Linked DNA regions of Pan troglodytes: region 2 is linked to region 1. A link is a contact called in public Hi-C data. All regions are on one chromosome and are shown on one strand. The core of a region is the stretch at or near the end of the contact, and the rest is flanking DNA. Distances in the headings are between cores, read along the strand shown.

Region 1 (4,982 bases), core at 2,100-4,599:
AGGCTGGCATGGTGGTGAGCGCCTGTAGTCCCAGCTACTCAGGAGGCTGAGGCAGGAGAATCGCTTGAACCCGGGAGTGGAGGTTGCAGTGAGCCAAGATCACACCACTGCACTCCAGCCTGGGTGACAGAGCGAGACTCCGTCTCAAAAAGGAAAAAAAGGCATTTCATGGACTGTATGTGTATACACACAAAAGCTTACAGAGGAAATGTATTTCTGCCTCAAGGAAGAGCAATTTCATTTATTCAGTCAACAAATGGATTAAATATCTATACGCTTATGAGATCTGCATAGAAAAACAGTTCAGACAATTTAGACCTAGAATTTCATACAGTACTGGGAATGAGAGACAAAATACAATAAAGTCCTGTAAGTGCTATTATAGAGCCATATGTGTCACTATTCTGGTCCTAAGATTTGTAGATTAGCCTTCCAAGGGGATTGGGACACTTCCCAAGGATCCTTGGGGACAGTGGCAGGCCTTAATTATACCCCACCTTCATCACTTTCAGTCTTTTCTATACCAGAGGACATCAAAGCTCAGGACAACCACATAACAGTATTCAGTTGATTCTCAGACAGAATTATCAGGCAGATGTTGACAAGGTTCTTCTTTGCTAAGTGTTTGGAGAACACACACTTAAAAAAGCAGAGAACAATCCCTCATATTTTGAACTATGAGCTTAATTCTGTAAGTAATTCCTCATAAGCACCAAAATAGGTCACTGGTTTCTTTAGCAGAAGATCTTTTAGCAGAAGAAACTGGCAGATAGAAAATTTAAGTAATGGGCTATTGTCAGAAAGCACACTAGAATCAGTTGAAGGCTAGTGGGGGTCAGATGTGGAGGTTAAGCCTCCACAGCACAGTGTGGCCCAGCCTCCCATTTCCATCCCCTACCCTGCCCTGGGACCTCTGTTCAAAAGGAGGACATATGCTCTTCCTTTTGTTGAACTTTAAAGAAAACAGGAAATCGTGTTTAAAATAATTTCTATGATTTTGTGAATCCTTATGATTAACAAATAGCCATTCAAATTCCTCAGAAATGATGAAAAATATAAACCTCAGAAACATAAGGGTAGAATGTCTTTGAAAAGCATAGCCTTTTACAGCCTTTGAAAGCAGTCAGAGGTGCTTGTGAAACCATGTGTGCTGTTTTGGGTGTTGGCCTCAAAGCACATACAAATATAATTTGTAGTATATTGTTTATTTGTTTTTCCTTTTCAGATATCTTAATATCAGTCACCTAAATACTTATATTTCCCTTATCTCCCTCATCATATTCTGATTTCTATTTTTTATGTCTCTCCTAACATTGCCTATTCAAATTACTTTCAATCAGTAACTCTGACAGCCTCAGAATCACATCCAAAAAACCACTTCCACAGACTTTAGCACAGATTTGAGCATACCCCTCTTTTATGCCTCACTGTTTCCTTAGATTTCTACCATAGTAACTGAAAAGTAACACTATACATATTTCTGTAGACACATCCCCTGCAGTGGGCTCCCAGCGCCTCCCTCCCCTCAAACAGGTAACAAGGAGCACATTTTCCTCTTCTCCATGTCATCAGCACCAACACAGAGCAGTGAGTGCATGTTTGTAGAATTGATAGATAAGTGCATTTGGGATATATTAACTTTATGAGACCAGGGATGAGTTTAGGTGGTGAGTTTTTGTTTTAGAAATCCCTGTACCAAACCCAATCTAGCAGTCATTTCTATATCAAATGAATGAAAATAACCTCAATCAGTAACTTCAGAGTCAGACAACTTAACGAATGTAAAATATACAGGACACAAGCAGGCATATTAAAGGCAACAAATGCTAGTTTTTCTCTGTACTCCTGTCAGCTAATACTTAAATTGTTATTATTAGATTCAGGGACTTTTGATCAGATACAAAAGGTGCAATGCCATGGACCTTTTTCTGCAGCACTCTCCTGAATGCAAGTACTATGTGACTTTCACATTATAGAACCCATGGTGAGTCACCAACCACAGCCCAAGAAGGCACATGGTTCACCTGTGGGCAAGAGGCAGAGAGAACAACAGTAGGGTGACTATAGCAAAAACAACCTGTTTTCCAAATTCTAATAATAGACTGTAGGAAAACACACATTTAGACACACCTCTAACCCTAGAACTTGTAGCCATTTTAAAGCTATTAACATAGATCCCATGCCAAGCAATAGTCTCTCCTCCTCCCTCACCCTTATATCTAAAAATAAAATGAAACATTACAGCCACATATTTTGCTTGCCTCAGCCAATAGCTCAAAAAACCCCCTCAAGTCCTACTGTTGCTGGATCAGTCTACTGTATACTATGAGTCAGCACTTCTCCAGATTTCTGGAAATTCCTCACCAGCAACATGACCTACAAGAGGAAGCCAACTTTCCATTTCAATGTATAACAGGAAGTATTCAAACAGATTTCACCTAAACTGGAGAATTGTTGTTAATGTAACTGCTGTTATATCAAAATGAGTCCAAATCTACTGAAAGACATCAAGTTTTTTTTAAAAAGTATAACATTTTATTTTAAAATACAGACGTATAGATTGTAATTAGCTAAACCCGTATAGTGATTTTGAACAGAGGTACTTTAGTGGCTGGAAGACAAGAAAAACACAAACTTTTCAATTACTGTCTATTTTTCTATTACACATATTATTGCAGAGTTGTAAGACTTGGGCAAAACCTGTTTGTTAAGAATCTGTTTTGTTTTGAATATCTGGTTTGAGCAGTAATGTACAGAAATAACATTGGAAGTGTAAATATTTTGAGAAAAGACATTCTGCAGCAGATGCTAAAACAGAGTTTACCTCTCTCAATGATTGGCTTAAATTTGTTTGAACAGCACAAACTATGTTAATAGATTACAGAGATTTTATGTTTCAGAAGTGACCTTTCAGAATATTAACAGACCTTAAAACAGCCTGTAGATTAACTAGAGGGTTATTTCATCAGGGTCCTTGCTTTTACAGTCAGAAAGCTGCTTTCATAGTTAAAATGTCAACTACAAGAAGTCGTTTTTCCATAATTCTTACAGAATTTCAAGACTTAAGTTCAGTAAAAAGCCAAATAGCTTAGTTATTACAGTCATTAATAAATTTATTTAACATTCGTGCCGCATTGGAATGCAAGACATCTGGTTCTAATTTCAATTTTGGCTCAGAATAAAAGTGCCTCCCCCGCAATACTTTGATTATAAACTGTCCTTTTCCTCCTCTCTTTTTTTCTTCTTTGGAAGCTGCTGTCCTTCATTCTTGCTGGAAGCCACCTGACCACTGCCAGGAAGAGGAATGCAAAACATTCCCAGGAGCGGCCGTGACGTCAGCGCCACATTCCACCTCTCCGTGGTCAGGGCTGTCGGGAAGCTCCAGCCTCCAGCAAAACCGCTGGGAGAGATAGCAGCTGAGGCCTGCACTAAATCATATTATACTAAAACCTCCTTCATGTTATGCTCTAAAAATGCACAATGTCTTCCTCCCAAAACAGAGAGAGGGGGAACAGAGCTGGCTTTATAAGCCATATTTACTGTTTATCTTCAAAACACTTTTGGACTTGGGGGAGGAGAAAAACAAGTAAAAACTGATTAACAACAATCCTCAGCGGCCCAATCACCATAGGCAACAGTGTGTAGACAGGGTGAGACGAACAACACAAGAGTTTGGGTTTCAGCTAGCACATCCCCCTCTATTAAACCATCCTCAACAACCCAGTCGCTAAGCTCCCTCTCAGGAGAAAGACAAAAGTCCCATTCAAGGATGCTTTAGAAACGATAAGAAAGTAGTGGATGTGGGGAGGCGCATGGGATGAAGACGGCAGCGGAGCAACAGAAGTCGCTGAGAGAGTTCGTGGGGGTGATGGGCACCGAGCAGGACCGGGCCTGCTTCTTCCTCAAGTCGGCTACCTGGGACTTGCAGATTGCGCTAGCGAGCTTTTATGAGGACAGAGGGGAAGACATCATAACCATTTCACAGGCAACCCCCAGTTCAGTGTCCAGAGGCACAGCCCCTAGTGATAATAGAGTGACATCCTTTAGAGATCTCACTCATGACCAAGATGAGGATGAGGAAGAGGAGGAAGGCCAGAGGTTTTATGCTGGGGCCTCAGAGAGAAGTGGACAGCAGATTGTTGGCCCTCCCAGAAAGAAGAGTTCCAATGAGCTGGTGGATGATCTCTTTAAAGGTGCCAAAGAGCATGGAGCTGTAGCTGTGGAGCGAGTGACCAACAGACCTGGAGAGACCAGTACACCAAGACCATTTGCCGGAGATGGCTATGGCCTTGGGGCAGCACCAGAGGAAGAGTCTGCTTATGTGGCAGGAGAAAAGAGACATCATTCCAGCCAAGATGTTCATGTAGTACTGAAACTCTGCAAGAGTGGATTCAGCCTGGATAATGGAGAACTCAGAAGCTACTGAGACCCATCCGATGCCCAGTTTCTGGAGTCTATCCACAGAAGGGAGGTGCCAGCAGAGCTGTGGAGGCTAGCTCACAGTGGACAGGCGAACTTGGATATGGAGGACCATCAGGACGAGGACTTTATGAAGTCCAAATAAGCCTTCAAAGCCCTTCACTGGCGACGGTCAGACACCGAGCAGCACTGCCCCCTAGGTGTTGAGTACCATCTCTCCAGTCCAACTGGCAGAAAATGAAGCCAAAGCCAACTCTTCCATCTTAATCGTCAAATCAGAGACTACCACAAACATCCAAATTCGGCTTGCAGACGGTGGGAGGCTGGTGCAGAAATTTAACCACAGCCACAGGATCAGCAACATCCAACTCTTCATTGTGGATGCCCAGCCAGCCATGGCTGCCACCAGCTTTATCCTCATGACTACTTTCCCAAACAAAGAGCTGGCTGACGAGAGCTGGACCCTGAAGGAAGCCAACCTGCTCAATGCTGCCATCATGCAGTGGTGAACCTAACTGCCCAGGCAGCTGCCTGGCCTCTCTCCTGTGTTTCCCACAGCCAGT
Region 2 (5,171 bases), core at 2,453-4,952, 230 kb before region 1:
AGGCAGATTACCTGAGGCCAGCAGCTGGAGACCAGCCTGGCCAACATGGTGAAACCTCGTCTCTAGTAAAAATACAAAAATTAACTGGGCGTGGTGGCACACACCTATAATCCCAGCTACTCGGGAGGCTGAGGCAGGAGAACTGCTTGAGCCGGGGACATGGAGGTTGCAGTGAGCCAAGATTGTGCCACTGTACTCCAGCCTGGCCAACAGAGCGAGACTCTATCTTAAAAAAAAAAAAAAAAAAATCGCTACTGTGACCCAAAACTCGGGAAAATAAGCCATAAATTTAAAATAGCCCAAAGGCAGAAGGGAAACAAAACCATCTAATCTGATAGCTGAGAATAACAATCTGAAGAAAGCACTAAAAAGTTTCCCACCTCTTGAAACTTCATTTCATATTTACGTTTAGAGAGCACTCCTCAAAAATGTTTTATTTTTTCAGACTGTAATTTGGAGCAGAACTGCTCTTCTGCCATTTCAATTATCCAAATATGATCCCTAGGATGAGAGAGAGCTGAATTATGGTCAACTTCGTCCTATGAATGAAGGGAAGCCAGATTGGCTTTTGGACCCCAACAAACAGCTTATATTAACTCAAACACATTTTAACCGTTTTCAACCTCCTGAATTTCTTTTTTTTTTTTTTTTTTTTTTTTGAGACGGAGTCTCGCTCTGTCGCCCAGGCTGGAGTGCAGTGGCGGGATCTCGGCTCGCTGCAACCTCCGCCTCCCTGGTTCACGTCATTCTGCTGCCTCAGCCTCCCTAGTAGTTGGGACTAGAGGCGCCTGCCACCATGCCTGGCTAATTTTTTGTGTTTTTAGTAGAGACGGGGTTTCACCTTGTTAGCCAGGATGGTCTCGATTTCCTGACTTTGTGATCTGCCCGCCTCGGCCTCCCAAAGTGCTGGGATTACAGGCGTGAGCCACCGCGCCCCGCCTTTTTTTTTTTTTTTTTTTTTTGATACGGAGTTTCACTCTGTCGCCTAGGCTGGAGTGCAATGGTGTGATCTCGGCTCACTGCAACCTCCGCCTCCAGGGTTCAAGCGATTCTCCTGCCTCAGCCTCCCAAGTTAGCTGGGGTTACAGGCACCTGCCATCATGCCCGGCTAATTTTTGTATTTTTGTAGAGACAGGATTTCACCATGTTGGCCAGGCTGGTCTTGAACTCTTGACCTCAGGTGACCCGCCCACCTCGGCCTCTCAAAGTGCTGGGATTACAAGCGTGAGCTACTGCACCAGGCCTAGGCAAGAGCTTTCTAACCGCTTCCTGTAAAGCACCTCAATATGCATCACTGTCATGTAAACTCAACTTAGTGTTAATAAATGTAGCTTTGGGAGGCGGAGGCGGGTGGATCACGAGGACAGAAGATCGAAACTATCCTGGCTAACACGGTGAAACCCGTCTCTACTTAAAATACAAAAAATTAGCTGGGTGTGGTGTCACGGGCCTGTAATCCCAGCTTCTCCGGAGGCTGAGGCAGGAGATTCGCTTGAACCCGGGAAGCGGACGTTGCAGTGAGCTGAGATCGCGCCACTGCACTCAAGCCTGGCGACAGAGCAAGACTCCGTCTCAAAAATAAAGATAAAAATAAAAATAAAATGTAACTATATTGACTATCGGAATCAGTAAATCATCTCACTGAAAATAGTCTCTGAGTTGTTTTTAGGAGGATATGGTTATCCCTTATAAATATTGATTTTGCATTCCCTAAGTGATTGATTAGGGAGGGCTTTAATAGTGTTTCTATGGCTTCTGAAATATATGAGAACAAAACAATTTGTGCTAGAACTTTTTCTGGATGTGCGTAAGTCCACACTCTACGCATTGCTGGATTTCAGTCTTAATAGGTAATTAATTGTGTGACATCATCATTGTGTACCCTCTGAGTAACTCTAAAGAAATATGTTTGTTCTTTAGGAAACCTATTAAATATCCCATAGTGCAACGTTAGAAATGACCTCTGGAACTGACTGCAGAAACTGCACAGCAGTTAGTAGAGCTTGGTGTTCCGACGCAGATCTGGTGAGAGGCCTGCGCAGGAAGAGACTCGACATGGAGCAGGTGTGACTAGCGATAGTGATTTAATGGATTTGGGCCAGACATGGTGGCTCACGCCTGTAATCCCAGCACTTTGGGAGGCTGAGGCCGGCGAATCTCTTAAGCCCAGGAGTTTGAAACCAGCCTGGACAACATTGTGAGATCCCATCTCAATTTTTTTTTTGAGATGGAGTCTCGCTCTGTCGCCCAGGCTGGAGTGCAATGGAACGATCTCGGCTCACTGCAACCTCCGCCTCCCGGGTTCAAGCGATTCTCCTGCCTCAGCCTCCCGAGTAGCTGGGATTACAGGCGCACGCCACTACGCTTGGCTAATTTTTGTATTTTTAGTAGAAATGGGGTTTCACCATGTTGACCAGGCTGGTTTCAAACTCCTGACCTCGAGTGATCCGCCCACCTCAGCCTCCCAAAGTGCTGGGATTACCGGCATGAGCCACTGTGCTCGGCTGAAAAAAACCATATTTTTAATTTAAAATAATAAATGGGTCTGACCAGAAATGCCTGCCTCAAATTGCAGGACACATGACAAAGCCCATTCTTACTTAAGACATTTTCAGTGTGCGATGGGTCTACCGGGATGTAACCCCATGGTGAGTCGAGGCCCATCTGCACCCTGCTATAGCTACTGGTAGATCTTACCTGTTTCCCAAAAAGGACCCAACTACTTTAGGTTCAAGGCACTTTTTTGGAATATTTAACAGGGAAAGAGCCTGGAACTAAAAACAGGTCTAACGCAAGATGCCGCCACACGATGGCACTGCTTCCGTAGACCTGGAAGAAACGCGGGCGCGGGAGCTGGCGGCGGACGCCCGGGCCTGCGGGGTCGGGGAGTAGCGTCCGGCCGGAGAGCCCGCACCTCGAGGAGCCGGCGGAGGACGCGATGTCGTGACCGCGTCTCCCCCATCTGCTCTGCTTTTGGCGACAGCGTCCCGTCGGCCTTTCGGTCAGGACGCAGCAGCCGCGTCTCTGGGCCTCGACCCCCAGGGCCGGCCGGACCCGGGACCTCCGAGGAGAGCAGCGAGAACCGGCCCGGATTCCCCGAGGCGCCCGAGTGCGGTGCGGGCAGCCCTCCCCGCCTGCCAGGCCGCCGCTGTCCCCACGTCTGGTCCCCCGCGCCTCTTCCCGCCTCTGGTCCCACGGTGGAGGCGCGGGGCGAGGGCCTCACGCGCGTGCCCACGGTCGGGGGGCGTCCTTGGACGCGCGGGTCCTCTCCCACGGGTCTCCACCCCCCGCCCTCCGGCGACAGAAGCCGGCCTGGGACGCGCGCGCTGCGGCCAAGTCCTGGTTTTGATTTCACTCCCAGCCCCGAGGAGCGAGGAGGTTCCAAGCCCACAAACAGGAAGAAGAGAAGGCCCTGGAGTGCTGGCAGAGGGAGTGTCATTCCCAGCAGCGCAGCGCGGGCCGGCCCGGGCCGGGGAGGGAGCAGCAGCGCGGGCACCCTCCTACAACGTGGGCTGGGGGTCCCCAGGGCCGGGGAGGGGGCCCCGGGGAGGAGCTGAGAGAGGGCGCGCCCCGGGAAGCCTCGGGGCGGCTCCGGGGGGCTCCCAGGGCGCCCCCGCCCCTTCCCCCGCGGCCCCGGGGCGCCCCCGCGGTGCCGGAGTCGGGGCGGGGCGTGCACGTCAGCCGGGGCTAGAAAAGGCGGCGGGGCTGGGCCCAGCGAGGTGACAGCCTCGCTTGGACGCAGAGCCCGGCCCGACGCCGCCATGAGCGCCGCGCTCTTCAGCCTGGACGGCCCGGCGCGCGGCGCGCCCTGGCCTGCGGAGCCTGCGCCCTTCTACGAACCGGGCCGGGCGGGCAAGCCGGGCCGCGGGGCCGAGCCAGGGGCCCTAGGCGAGCCAGGCGCCGCCGCCCCCGCCATGTACGACGACGAGAGCGCCATCGACTTCAGCGCCTACATCGACTCCATGGCCGCCGTGCCCACCCTGGAGCTGTGCCACGACGAGCTCTTCGCCGACCTCTTCAACAGCAATCACAAGGCGGGCGGCGCGGGGCCCCTGGAGCTTCTTCCCGGCGGCCCCGCGCGCCCCTTGGGCCCGGGCCCTGCCGCTCCGCGCCCGCTCAAGCGCGAGCCCGACTGGGGCGACGGCGACGCGCCCGGCTCGCTGTTGCCCGCGCAGGTGGCCGCGTGCGCACAGACCGTGGTGAGCTTGGCGGCCGCAGGGCAGCCCACCCCGCCCACGTCGCCGGAGCCGCCGCGCAGCAGCCCCAGGCAGACCCCCGCGCCCGGCCCCGCCCGGGAGAAGAGCTCCGGCAAGAGGGGCCCGGACCGCGGCAGCCCCGAGTACCGGCAGCGGCGCGAGCGCAACAACATCGCCGTGCGCAAGAGCCGCGACAAGGCCAAGCGGCGCAACCAGGAGATGCAGCAGAAGCTGGTGGAGCTGTCGGCTGAGAACGAGAAGCTGCACCAGCGCGTGGAGCAGCTCACGCGGGACCTGGCCGGCCTCCGGCAGTTCTTCAAGCAGCTGCCCAGCCCGCCCTTCCTGCCGGCCGCCGGGACAGCAGACTGCCGGTAACGCGCGGCCGGGGCGGGAGAGACTCAGCAACGACCCATACCTCAGACCCGACGGCCCGGAGCGGAGCGCGCCCTGCCCTGGCGCAGCCAGAGCCGCCGGGTGCCCGCTGCAGTTTCTTGGGACATAGGAGCGCAAAGAAGCTACAGCCTGGACTTACCACCACTAAACTGCGAGAGAAGCTAAACGTGTTTATTTTCCCTTAAATTATTTTTGTAATGGTAGCTTTTTCTACATCTTACTCCTGTTGATGCAGCTAAGGTACATTTGTAAAAAGAAAAAAAACCAGACTTTTCAGACAAACCCTTTGTATTGTAGATAAGAGGAAAAGACTGAGCATGCTCACTTTTTTATATTAATTTTTACAGTATTTGTAAGAATAAAGCAGCATTTGAAATCGCCCCTGCTTCCTATATTCGCAGTGACTCCCGCCCGCCCGCCGGTGGCGCAGGACCCGGCTCGGGAAGGGTGCGTTCCAGACCCGCAGCCAGCGAACACCAGGGAGCACGGGCGCCAGGTGTGTGTGTGTGGGGGGCGGGGGGATGGGGCGCAGGCCCGAGCTACTCAGGAGAGAGGGTCTGTCGCTTTTAAAACGCATTAAAG

The links. A called contact is a pair of places that touch in the nucleus more often than the background predicts.
Region 2: a Hi-C map of stem cell-derived neural progenitor cells shows a contact between it and region 1, with 4 times the contacts expected there. The contact joins the promoter of CEBPD here to the enhancer-like site in region 1. A contact is called at or near these places in 2 of 7 Hi-C or Micro-C datasets (blood and stem cell-derived neural progenitor cells).

The regions. Positions count from the first base shown.
Region 1 is chr7:56,058,113-56,063,094 of NHGRI_mPanTro3-v2.0_pri, reverse strand. All of the region lies in intron 8 of SPIDR (scaffold protein involved in DNA repair), which reads right to left. It also overlaps the pseudogene LOC464160. Among named protein-coding and RNA genes, the nearest start is that of CEBPD, 220 kb to the left of the region's middle. Within about 2 kb of position 3,349, at least 11 of the 24 cell types and tissues checked have an H3K27ac peak or open chromatin away from gene starts, as enhancers often do. A contact at or near this core is called in stem cell-derived neural progenitor cells, where this site is marked.
Region 2 is chr7:56,283,315-56,288,485 of NHGRI_mPanTro3-v2.0_pri, reverse strand. It overlaps CEBPD (CCAAT enhancer binding protein delta), which reads left to right and starts at 3,702. Exons shown (of 1, transcript XM_003951258.6): 1 at 3,702-4,969. The coding sequence starts at 3,762. The coding sequence ends at 4,571.